Linked DNA regions of Gossypium hirsutum: region 1 is linked to region 2. Evidence: chromatin contacts called from public Hi-C data. All regions are on one chromosome and are shown on one strand. The core of a region is the stretch at or near the end of the contact, and the rest is flanking DNA. Distances in the headings are between cores, read along the strand shown.

Region 1 (6,039 bases), core at 287-2,786, 590 kb after region 2:
TATCAGAAGTTGCAGCAGGCTTCGAGCTCAAACCATTGGCAAATGGGAAAACCCCTTCATCGAATTGAACATGACGAGAAATATACACTCGACCAGTCTTATCCAAACACTTATAACCTTTGTGATTTGGTTCATAGCCCAGGAATGTGCAAGGCGTGGACCTATATTGTAACTTGTGACGGTTGTATGGTCCCAGCAAAGGATAGCATAAACACCCAAACACACTAAGCACCTTATACTCAGGCTTCTGACCAAGAAGTTTTTCCATTAGAGAAATTCCACCTAACACCTTTGTAGGAAGCAAATTCGTGAGATACACAGTAGAATAAAAATCATCAAACCAATAAGACAAAGGTAATGATGCCTGAGCAAGCAGAACCAAACCAGTTTCCACAATTTGCCGATGACACCTTTCCACCATCCCATTTTGCTCAGACGTGTGCGAATAGTGAGTCGATAAGCTATACCACACCCATTAAGATATTAATCAAAGGTGCGAAAGTCACCTCCCCCATCTGTCTGAAGTTGTTTGATCTTGACACCAAGTTGAAGTTCAACATGAGTTTTGAAGGTCAAAAACATTTGTAGTGCATTAGATTTCTTGCGAAGAAAATATATCAATGTGTGCCATGAAAAAGCATATACAAACGAAATGTAATATTGATAACCAGAAGAGTAGTAAGGTGCAAGACCCCATAAATCAACAACAACAAGTTCAAGAGGAGCAGAATATACTGAATTAGTAGCCACAAATGGCAGGTTATGACTTTTAATTACCAAGAACACAAGCATTACATAAAGAAGGTGACTTATTTGTAGGAATTGAAACATTACAAGACACCAACACTTCTTTTATAACAGCAAAAGATGGATGACCAAGTCGTTGATGCCACCGAGTGAACCTGTAATCTGGACTAGAATTCTGACACACCTCATCAGCAGCCGTGTTTTCAACAGTCAATGCATGTTTGGGAGAAACAGAGGAAAACTGATACAATCCATTTTCCTCAGTGCCGCGAAGTGGTATCCAGCGTGATTCCAGATCCTTGATAAAGCAGGAAGTTGGATAAAATTTAAAAAACACACTGTTATCCTTAATAAACTTGGAAATAGAAAGATTTTTGTGGATGTCTGGAACATATAATAAATCTTTAAGAAGCAACAGATCAGACCCATGAGATAAATCAGACTCACCAATGCAAGAAATAGGAATAGATTGACCATTACTGAGAACAACTTTACCTGACCCATTGTACAATTGACAGTCATTGAACTTGGTAGAGTCATTTGTCATGTGTGTAGTAGCTCCACTGTCAGGATACCACTAAATGACGAGCCCAATCTTCTAAACCCAGAGGAGTTCGATTGCCCAGACCTAACACTAGGGTTTAGGACATCATAATCATACGCCGAATCATATTTGAGATAACAGCGCCGGGCGACATGACCAACCTTGCCACAGATTTGACATTGAAGGCGCGTTCCACCATTAGATTGTCCACGCCCCCGACCGCGAAACTCGGTTGCTCGATTGGACCGAAACACTTGAGGTGGTGGTTGTCCAACATATGTAGGCATGACCATAGCAGACTGAGAACCCGACGACAACGATTTGTTCTCTATCGCAAGATATGCAGAAAACGTGACCTAAGACAGATGCACTTATTGGTGAGCTTCAACATCTAACAGCGCCGTCGTAATGCCTTATAAAGCAAAAGGCGCTCGACTCGTCATTATTATAGAAACGACATGATCATATTCCAGAGGAAGATCATTAAGAATGGCTGATTGATACTCCGGAATATGATCATATTGAAAATCATGTCGTTTCTATAATAACAGCCAGACTTTAAATAGAGAGACCATCGACCCCAACAATTTCTTTTGGTGGTATACGAACCGTTCCATCAATAAAGAACTGCAATCTGTGAGTTTTGATGACCAGTAAAACAAATTACTCTGATACCATATTAGAATGTGAGAAATTGAGAAAATACATTTCTATCTCACTTGCAATTACAATATGATCTTCAACACTTATACACCAGCAATGGATTACTAACAGAATTGACAACTATCCTGAACTACTTAACTAACAATGAACTGCCCATAACTATTTTATTTCACTTAGTTACTGCTAATATGAATTTTTTTTAATACATTTATAAATATCATCACTATTGTAATCTTAAGATTTTAGATTATATCAAAATTTCAAGTTACTCATATCTAAATTAAAATTACACTAAATCAGGAGGTTGAACTGGTAGTTTAACCAGTTCCACCAGTGACATTGGGATAATAAATCGACAGTTAAATCAGTTTATTAAATTTTTAGTATTTTACTAATATTTTATAAATTTCAGTTGTGTATGCAATTGTTGAATTGATGGTCGAACCGGTTGAATCGAAAACGGATGATTTGATTGGTTCGACTATCGATTAAATTTTTAAAACATTTGTTTCATATAAGTATAGATAATTTAACCGCATGTTTCTAAAATTACAAACCTTTTTGAAAATAAAATTATTTCTTCAATTTTTTTATAATTAGAAATTAATAGGAAAAAAACGACTATTCATAGTAAATTTCATCATATAAAGATTAGTAATTATAAAATAATAATGCATAACGAATAAGAATAGTAGCAAATAGTGATATATGAAAATTTCTCAGTTAAAATTTAAAATTTAAATTTAAAATAATGAAAAACGTAATAGTTTATTCATAACAAAATAATAAATTATGATAGATAAACAATAATTATAAAATTCATCATTAAAATTTTAAAATTTGCATAAGCAATTAATATAAATAAAAGTTTTTGTACATTTACAAATATTAACATTATTATAACATAAAATTTATATTTTAAATTATATCAAAATTTCAAATTACTCAAAATGATATCTAAACTAAATCAAACTGACAAGTTGAATCAGTGGTTTAATCGATTCCATAACTGACATTGGGATAAAAAATTGACTGTTGAGCTGGTTTATAAATTTTTAATTGTGTATTCAATTTTTATTGAACTGAGGTCAAATTAGTTAAATCGAAAACGAATAATCTAATTAATTGGACTAATGATCCAATTTTGAAAACATTCATTATTGATAAGTATAGATCATTAAATTACATGTTTCTAAAATTACAAACCTTTCGAAAACAAAATTATTACTTCTGTTTTGATAATTTACAGTTAATAGAAAAACGATTATTCATAGTAATTTTCATAATATAACGGTTAATAATTGAAAAGTAATAATGCATAATGAATAGTAGCAAATCATTTATTAAATAGTTATATATAATTGATAAAAAAGATAAAATATAAATATGATCACCCATTATTTAAAATGATTTATTTTACTATCCAACTTAAAAAACAATAATAAAATTTTACTTTCAGTCACTCAATTTTTTAAAAATTGTATTTAGTTAACTTCATAAATTATAGATTAGAAACTTATATTTGAAAAATGATGAATATTTTATCTTTACACTATGGAAATCTTTATATTCCATTTATAATTTCTTGATTAACTTTAATATATATTATATAAATAAGGTCTTAATTTATTATATTTATTTCTCAAGAATTTAAATTTAAATGTTATAATGTTTAAAAAACTTGAGTCTGCTTTGATAGCACGTTATCATTTGCTCAATTGGCAAGTCCAAATTTTTTTTCTTAGGGTTTGCTTTAGCTGACAAGAACTTTTCTATATTCAAGAAAATCAGGAGACTACAAATCGATAATAGAAAAGATTGTGATTTTGTCTGTTCTACAACCAAGTCGGTGAAAAGAAACAAGTTGGCGTGCGAAGGAGTTTCGTCAATGGAGAAAGATATGGCGCATTTATGCCTCGATGATGAGGAAAAAGAAGTCGTGAAATTTGGGGTGGAGCCTAATCTGCAAAAATTAGGCTATGATCTTTGTTTGGTAGGGTGTTGTCTTACAGCAAGTGTGGTCCACTTCCTTGCCATGAAAAATACTATAGCTAATTTGTGGCATATATTGGGAGGAATTCAGATATCAGATTTCGGAGAAAATCACTATTTTTTTCGTTTCTTCCACGAAGTTGATGTGGAATGTGTTATGTTCCTCTAGTGTTCACGGACTTTTGAGTACAAGTGCATGATCTTCCGCCAGGTTTTTTCTCAGATAATGTGGCAAAACAACTTGAGAATTTTGTAGGTAAATTCCTGGAATATGATACAAGACAATCAAATCAGAGTTATAAAAATTTTATACGTAGTAGGGTTTAGTTGGATGTACGAAAATCGCTAAAAAGGAGGGAAAATTTATGGCATCACAATCAAATTTTGTTTACGTTAAATTTAGATATGAAAATTTCTCTATTTTGTTTCCTGTGTGGTTGTTTAAGGCATGGGGATAGATTATGTCGAAAAGAATAAATATTGGGATGATGGAAGTAAAGTGTGGGTGGGACTTGTGTCTGAAGGCACAACCAAGAAGAGCGACGATTACACTGAGTGTTTGGCTGAGGGAGGATAATAATGGGGATAATTTTGGGTAATCTATCGGAAAACAAAATGAAGGAAGGAGTGGAAGGTCGGTAGGAAATTTTGACCTACGACAAAACGACAACTTCATGAGATCTATTTTAAGTTTCAATTTGGAAGGAGGAGGGACTTAAGATAAAGGGAAATGAATCAAAACTTCTGAAAGGATGGGGAGAGCAGATATGGAGGATGATAGGGAAGAGCTTCCACTAGTGAATAGCGAGGGAAAAATAAGGCCTAGGTTAGATAAACAAATTCTAGAGAGATCTTTTTGTACACTCATGGCTGAAGGGAGTGAGAGATGTGAGGAAATTTGCAAAAAATAGATATCAGCGCGTGCCAATAGGTAAGCCAACCTGATGTAATAAAAATATTAACCTGGAATGTGTGTGGATTAGGGAGTCTATAGAGCGTTAGGAGGCTTCAGCTCATGTAGAAGCAACATAACCCCCTTACCTTCCTCATGGAGACAAAGTTGGACATTAAGCGAATGGAGAGAGTGCGACGACGATGTGGGTTCCATAATGGTATTGATGTGTTAGATTTATTCTGTAAGCTTAATAATTTATTCTATCAACCACATTGATGTTAATATCGAAGAAGATGAAGGTGGTGAAAAGTGGTGGTTGACTAGTTTCTATGGGGCCCTAGAAGCCCGAGGAAGGAATAGAGCATGCGACCTTTTAAGAAGGTTAGGAAGAGAGCAGATTAACCCATGGCTGGTTTGTGGGGATTTTAATGAGATTCGTTAATCTTTTGGAAAAGGAGGTTTCCCAAGGGAAGAAGGACGCATGGAGGAATTTAGGGCAATTCTAGAAGACTGTCATCTTGAAGACATAGGGTATACAGGGCGTTGGTTTACGTGGGAAAAGGGGACCCTTCCGGAGACAAATACCAAAGAACATATTGACAGAGGGATGGTGAATTTGGAATGAATTAATTTATTTCCTGAATACACAATTCGACACTTGTCACATTATTTTTCTGATCATTTCCCTTTATTGGTTAAAACCAAATTTGAAAAGGTGATCGTGAAGAGGTCTAACTTTAGATTTGAAGCATGGTGAGCTATGAAAGATTCTTGTGAAGAGGAGGTGAAACGAATATGTGAGCAAATTAGGGGGAGTATGGTGGAGTGATCAGCAGTTTTAGGGAAAGGTTTACAAAGATGGGCAATGGGAATAAAAAAAAATTAAGAAAGGAGTTATCAATGAGATTGCTCATGAAATTAGAAGAACTTGATGGGTTGGAAAGAACAGATGAAAATTTAGCAAATTTAATTGACATAAATATACAATTAAATTTGGAAATTGAAAAAGAAGAAATATATTGGGAGCAAAGGGCTAGGGTAAATAGGTTAAAGATGGGATGATACATGCACGGATTTGGTGAAATTTATAAAATTCCATTCATCGAAGCTGCCAATTTTAAAGTTTGGTAAATTAGAAGACTTACGATGACATTTTGGATGGGATCCAAACATTTTTAGGTTGAGATGTCTGCTTAGC
Region 2 (6,090 bases), core at 1,086-3,585:
CCAAACTCATTTTCTTCTTATTTGGACTTCCATAGACAAAAACCATTAGAACAAATTGTGACAGAATATTACTAAAAAATCTTGTCACAATGAATTGTGGATGATTACATACCACTTCCAACCTAACTGAAATTATCCACCCAAGCCAAAAACCACCAAAAAACTCGATAGCTTCAACCCGATAAGAATGCTGAAATCCCAACTTAGCTATGATTTCATCTGCCTTTCTTCCACTAACCCTCAGCTCTAATAAGCTAACAATATCCAACTTATGTGCCAAATAGTACTCCTTGAAAATACGAGGGAATTTTGCATTCACATATCCTTGAAAATTCCACGAAAAAATAGACAAATTTAAGTCCATAAATAATAATCCCAGACAAAACAAAACTAATCTTACTGCCGAGAAGCATCCTTAGAAACCAAATGCTTTCCGTCACCCTTTGGATCCTCTTGAGCATTTTCTTGCTCAATTTGTGAATTAATAAGTTCAACCAAACTATTAACCGAGTCAAATAAGAGAGCCCGTGAAGATGAAATTTTGAACGTATTCCCTCTATCTTTAATGGTTTTACTAAGTTTTCTACCTTTACGACCTCCTCCAAATTCTCTCCAACGGTTGCAACTCTGCCGTAAATTTTTTTCTACCCAAAATACCCTTATGAACATCCCCATTTTGGTACCTTGATTCGGTTGAACATTCTCCTTAAAAATCACATCCGAATGTTTGGAATGATCCAAAACACCTTCCTTCATTTTAACCGGCACTTCTAACATCCTCTCAAACATCGGGTTAAAATTGGACGAAAAACTGGAATTAAATTTGGAAGAAGGGATAGTATTTACCACTTCCTCACTCCCTTTATGTGCAACATGAAAAGAATAAGAAGCAGTAATGTTACCGTATGCAATAGGAGCAGCAACCTCTCTTAGGCCTAGAACAGAATGGGCTTCATCACTCTGTCCCAGTCTCGTCTGGAGGACCCTCCAACCTACGGGTTACTTTTGGGCCTCCTACCATAGCACCCACTCGCACCTGATTAAAGGAGCCCACTTCGCCTTCTTGAACCGACCTTCCAACCTTAGCCGAAATTAAATTGCTCTCCACCTCTTTATTTCCGACCTTAGCCCTTGTTATCCCCTTATGAACCGAGCTCGCAACAATATTCTGCCAAAAAATTGAGTGTGGGATCTTATCTTTGCCGTGAAAAAGGCAGAATCTCCTTCCATCCTATCTTCTAGAGATGCCTTATTATAGTTAGGGTGAGCGTTTAGTCGAATTGAGTGAAAAAAAATTCAAGTTAATCGATTTTACGAGTCTTTTTTTTATCATTCTAACTCAATTTGAAATTTTTTTCGAATCAAATCCAGTGAAATCAAATTTGAGTCGAGTCGAATTGAGTGAAATTGATCGAGTTAAATTAAAAAAATTAAACATGTCAAATAAAAATATTATTACAGTATGACTAATTCCATGTCATAGCACATAAATTTGAAACCATATATATTTGAAAAAAATTCAAAGAAAAATAAAAAACATATATACTTGAGTACGATAAATTTGAATAGTTAATTAGGTCCCCAAAATTATTATTTTAGAAAATTTTTAAAATTTTAACTTTTTTATATATATATTTAGAATTTTGTAGAATTTTTATAAATTTTTTAAATATAAAATTTGAAATTTTTATAAATATTTTGAATTTTAAAAATTATTTTGAATTTTTGGAAATTATTTTGAATTATTCTGTAATTTTTGTTGAGAGAGACTAATTTGCTTATTTTTAAAGTTGACAGGGACCAGAAGGGTATTTACACCAATTTGTTATTCAAATTGTGAAATTCAACTAGACTTGAATTCGAATCTTGAATCGAGTTATTCGAGTTAACTTGAATAATTCAAATTTTTTTCTATTTTTTCAAATCGAATCGAGTTTTGCTCACTCGTAATTGCCATTAATACTTTCCAAATCATTAATTCGGGATTTACCCATCAAAGTTCCTTGATTTGTGGCTTCGATCTTGCGAGAACCACTGAAATTTCGCCTCTTCCTACATTGCACCAACATCCATGGACCATAGGGTTCTATCTCACCAACACTGCTGTCAACCACCATCGTGGTATCCGTCTTATTGTTTCCTCCATCAGTGGAAGATGCGTCTGCTACTGATCCCAGACTAGTTTTCTTTGTTTTATAGAACTCTTTAGCATGGCCGTAACAACCACACGAAAAGCATACCGTAGGCAAGTATTCATATTCAATTTTCTGAATAACTCCATTAATTAAAACTTGCGACACCAATGGCTTTTCAAGATTGACATAGATTGCCATATTCACGAATCGACCCCGAGCTTTGTTACCTATATTCAAATCTAATTTAGCTACTTTTCCAATCATCCTATCAATTTCTCACAAATTTTTTCGCTTATACATGTGCCCCGAAAGTTCTAGAAGATGGATCCACAACATGACTACACAAGGGAACGACTTAACAGGATCAAATTCAATGGACCATGGTTGCACCGTTAAGTATTTCCCATAAATGATCCAGGGTCCCTGAGATAAAACTCGCTCAAAATACTCAGAACTCTAAAACTTAGCCAAAAAATACCAATTCTTTATGCCCATCAAATAAAAAGGCTTAGAAGGCTTCCACAGAGAATACACTTTATTTTGAAGCGTAGCATACCCAATGTTTCGGCCTAAGAGCTTGATCACCATGGTATTAGTCATATCCTTGATTAATATATAACTTAATCTCGACCCCAAAAAATTACTGGCTTCACTCCTACTTATTACCTTATTTTCAATACAAAATTTAAAAACTTCATACTAAATTAAGTTACAATACTTTTTCGTTGTTCCAACCTTAATGATTTATATTCACATAAAAATTATTATTATAATTAATTATATCTTTCACAAATTTTGAATCTTTATTTATGACATATTTCATTATAATATTATTGGTTATGACATTAATCATTATCAATTTTGTTAATAGAGTCTTAATTTTATTGACATTGTTATTGTTGTCTGTGTAAGAAAATATGAGTTCGAACTCGTTAAAACGCGTTTATCAAGATTGGAGAGAGGTTATAAGTAATTCTAAACTTTGTATAAAAAAAAACTTACCATTTTATTTTTGTAATTATATATTATTTTATTAGCAGAATTAATTTCTTTAAATGTTTTCATGTTTAAATATAATATATTTTAATTAAAACTTACAACAAAATCCGTTCATCCCATGGAATAATATATATGCAGTTTTTCAATTAGGGAAACTTAATATATATTGTTTTGAAATTTTTAATTGTTTATTTATTACTCTATAATCATATTTGCATATTTAGTGTTTATTACTATTACACTGCATAATTACGAATTTACGATGGTTTATTTATTTATTTGACAAAAGGGTAAATGTCAATACAAAAGATCAACGATAACAAGGCAGAAGAAGTTCTAATGAGACTGGGGATAATAAGTGACGAGGCTTATCTAATATACCCGATTAAGCACTTTTTTCCTTTTTAATAGATTTTTTATATAAAGTTTTAAAATTATTTATAACCCCTTCCCAACCCATAAATAAGAGAATAATGCGCTTCAACACACTCGAACACACGTTCCCCTGCATTGGCAACAGTATTATGCCTGAGCTAAGACTCGATCGACATCGAAAAAGCATTTTTAAATTGGATAAATTAAAGAATTTCTAATATTAAAATTTAGGATAAACTATCATGTTAGTCACTTGATTGTTTTTATTTCGATCGCTGATAAAAATTGTTAATTTAATTACCACCGTTAAAAAAATTGACCAAATTAACCATTCCACTGTTAAATTTAACGAAATGTTTTCATTATTTATTTATTTATTAATTAATTTTTTTTCTTCCTTAATATTTATGCTCTTCTCACTTCTAACCCAAATGACATCTTTAAAGGAGGTGGTAGTGGCAGCTACGATTTTTGGGTTAGAAAAGAGAAGTAAGAGTAAGTGTTTGATCGAATCAAGTCAAATTGCATCGAGTGAAACGAAATATTCAAGTTACTCGAGTTGACTATCATCCTAACTCAATTTAAATTATTTTTTAAATCTAGTCGAGTGAAATAAAATTTGAGTCGAGTGAAATTGTTGGAATTAAAATAAAAAATAAATATGTCAAAATAAAATCTTGTTACAATATAATTAATTCCATATTAGATCACATAAATTTAAAACTATATATATTTGAAAACTCTTTCAAAGCAAAATAAGAGAAAAAATAATACACTAGTATGATAAACTTGAATTTATAATTTACTTGTTTAGTTCCTTAAAATTATTATTTTAAATTGTTTAAAAAAATTAAACAATTTTATATATTTTTTAGATTTTTCTAGAATTTCTAATTTTTCAAACTTTTAAAAATTATGATTTTTCTTTTTTGCAATTTGAAGATTATTTTAAATTTTTTATAATTTTTTATTGAGAAATCAATTTGCTTATTTTTAAAATTGTCAGGAATTAAAAAGGCATTTACACCAATATATTATTTCAGTCATTCGAATTTAACTTGACTTGGACTCAAAAAACCAAACAATTTAAATAATTCAATCCAATTAACTCAATTCAATTTTTTTTAGAGAACATAAAAAAGAAAAAGAAAATTAAGAAAATATATAAAAAAAAAGAAAAGAATTTAACAGTAAGAGAGATGAATTCAACGGCTAAATGATGAAATTCTAGGATAAACCAAATTAATAAAAAAAATCAACCTAATTTTAAACCGACTACCGGACTTTCAAAATTTCCAAACTTGAATACATAATAACAAAGTGCCAATTACAGAACGTCGTCAGAAGCTATAGTATTTTCTGCATGTAATTGGTTTATTTTTCTCAAATGTAAACCCAGAATCATATTTTGAAAATACTTAATTTTTTTTGTTTTACAAAAGCATAATTTAGTAGATGAAGTGAAGTGCATAGAAATCCAGTTCCATAACACTGCAACCAAGTTTTCCAATCACAAAGATGTTAGAACGATGATCGCACGAACCAATTAAGCTAAATTCCGCATTCTAAAAGAGATCTGCTTTAATAATATACATAGTTGATACAAGGGGGAAAAAAGCATTTAGATTAACTAAACAAGGATTAAAACAGAAAGAGAAAAGAAAATGGAAAATAATAATAATAAAAGAGAGAAGGTACCATTTCTAAGAAGGAAATGTCCTGCAACTCAACTAATATTAGGCATCCCCCATTCTATTTCTTGCCTTATATTGCCATCCAAAGGCAGAGGCTCTCCATTTCCAAACAAGGGTCTTGGCCTCTTCTTCATGATACCAGCCTGTGAACCCACCGGGCTTCCACTCGAAGTCAAGCAGCTTTCAACCGAGCAATCACCAATCCGACCCGGCATATTGGAAGTTCTGTTGTTCTCTAAAACTACTGCAAGTTCAGACAAGGAAGGCAGTTTTATTTTATCATGAGGAGGGATCATCCCTTGACAATCATTGGAAACCTTAATAGCCAGTTCCGATAGCTCTTCTCTTGCAGCTTCCAGACCTGTGGAAGCAGCTTGATCTTGATCGGTCAGAGCTTTGCAGGCTTTCTCGAGCATTGACTGTAGGTATTTGCTTTGTGCTTCAATCCGAAGCTGAAGGCGATGTTGTACCTGCCAAGTGAAACCATTAGTACACAGAAATCTATCCTACAACGAAAAGAACACCCCTTCAAGGTCACTGAATTTCAGTATCTGCATGTTGCTTTACAGGGCAATAATTAAGTAAACAACCATGGAAAACTAACGCTAACCAAAAGTCTAGGCAACTATAACCAACCTCCAACTGTTCATGCAGTCTTCGTTGCACTTCCATTTGTGCTCGTAGAGCTTCAGTTACCTGGTAACCACTGTTAGGAACATGAAATTCAGCATTCATCCAAGGACCAAGCAACAAGTGGAATTGTCAAACAAGAGAAAATATAACATACTCGTTCAGATCTTGCGCTACCATTCTTGACGACGATGTTGTAGATGAACCAGTGTCCTGACTTTCTGCAACACAAGATGCTGAAACACCAATCACATATC

The links. Hi-C and Micro-C count contacts between places; a contact is called where the count stands out from the background.
Region 1: a contact with region 2 is called in a Hi-C map of leaf, with 2.3 times the contacts expected there. The contact joins two enhancer-like sites. A contact is called at or near these places in 8 of 34 Hi-C or Micro-C datasets (callus, hypocotyl, leaf and 1 more).

What each region holds. Positions count from the first base shown.
Region 1 is chrD10:29,526,900-29,532,938 of Gossypium_hirsutum_v2.1, forward strand. LOC107915461 reads right to left here. Exons shown (of 8, transcript XM_016844620.1): 5 at 1,750-1,830; 6 at 1,453-1,647; 7 at 778-1,324; 8 at 484-734. The coding sequence ends at 484. Among protein-coding and RNA genes, the nearest start is that of LOC107915461, 12 kb to the right of the region's middle. Within about 2 kb of position 1,537, at least 6 of the 9 cell types and tissues checked have an H3K27ac peak or open chromatin away from gene starts, as enhancers often do.
Region 2 is chrD10:28,935,681-28,941,770 of Gossypium_hirsutum_v2.1, forward strand. LOC107914828 (protein PHR1-LIKE 3) reads right to left here. Exons shown (of 6, transcript XM_016843871.2): 4 at 5,991-6,069; 5 at 5,840-5,909; 6 at 5,056-5,673. The coding sequence ends at 5,236. Among protein-coding and RNA genes, the nearest start is that of LOC107914828, 6.3 kb to the right of the region's middle. Within about 2 kb of position 2,336, at least 5 of the 9 cell types and tissues checked have an H3K27ac peak or open chromatin away from gene starts, as enhancers often do.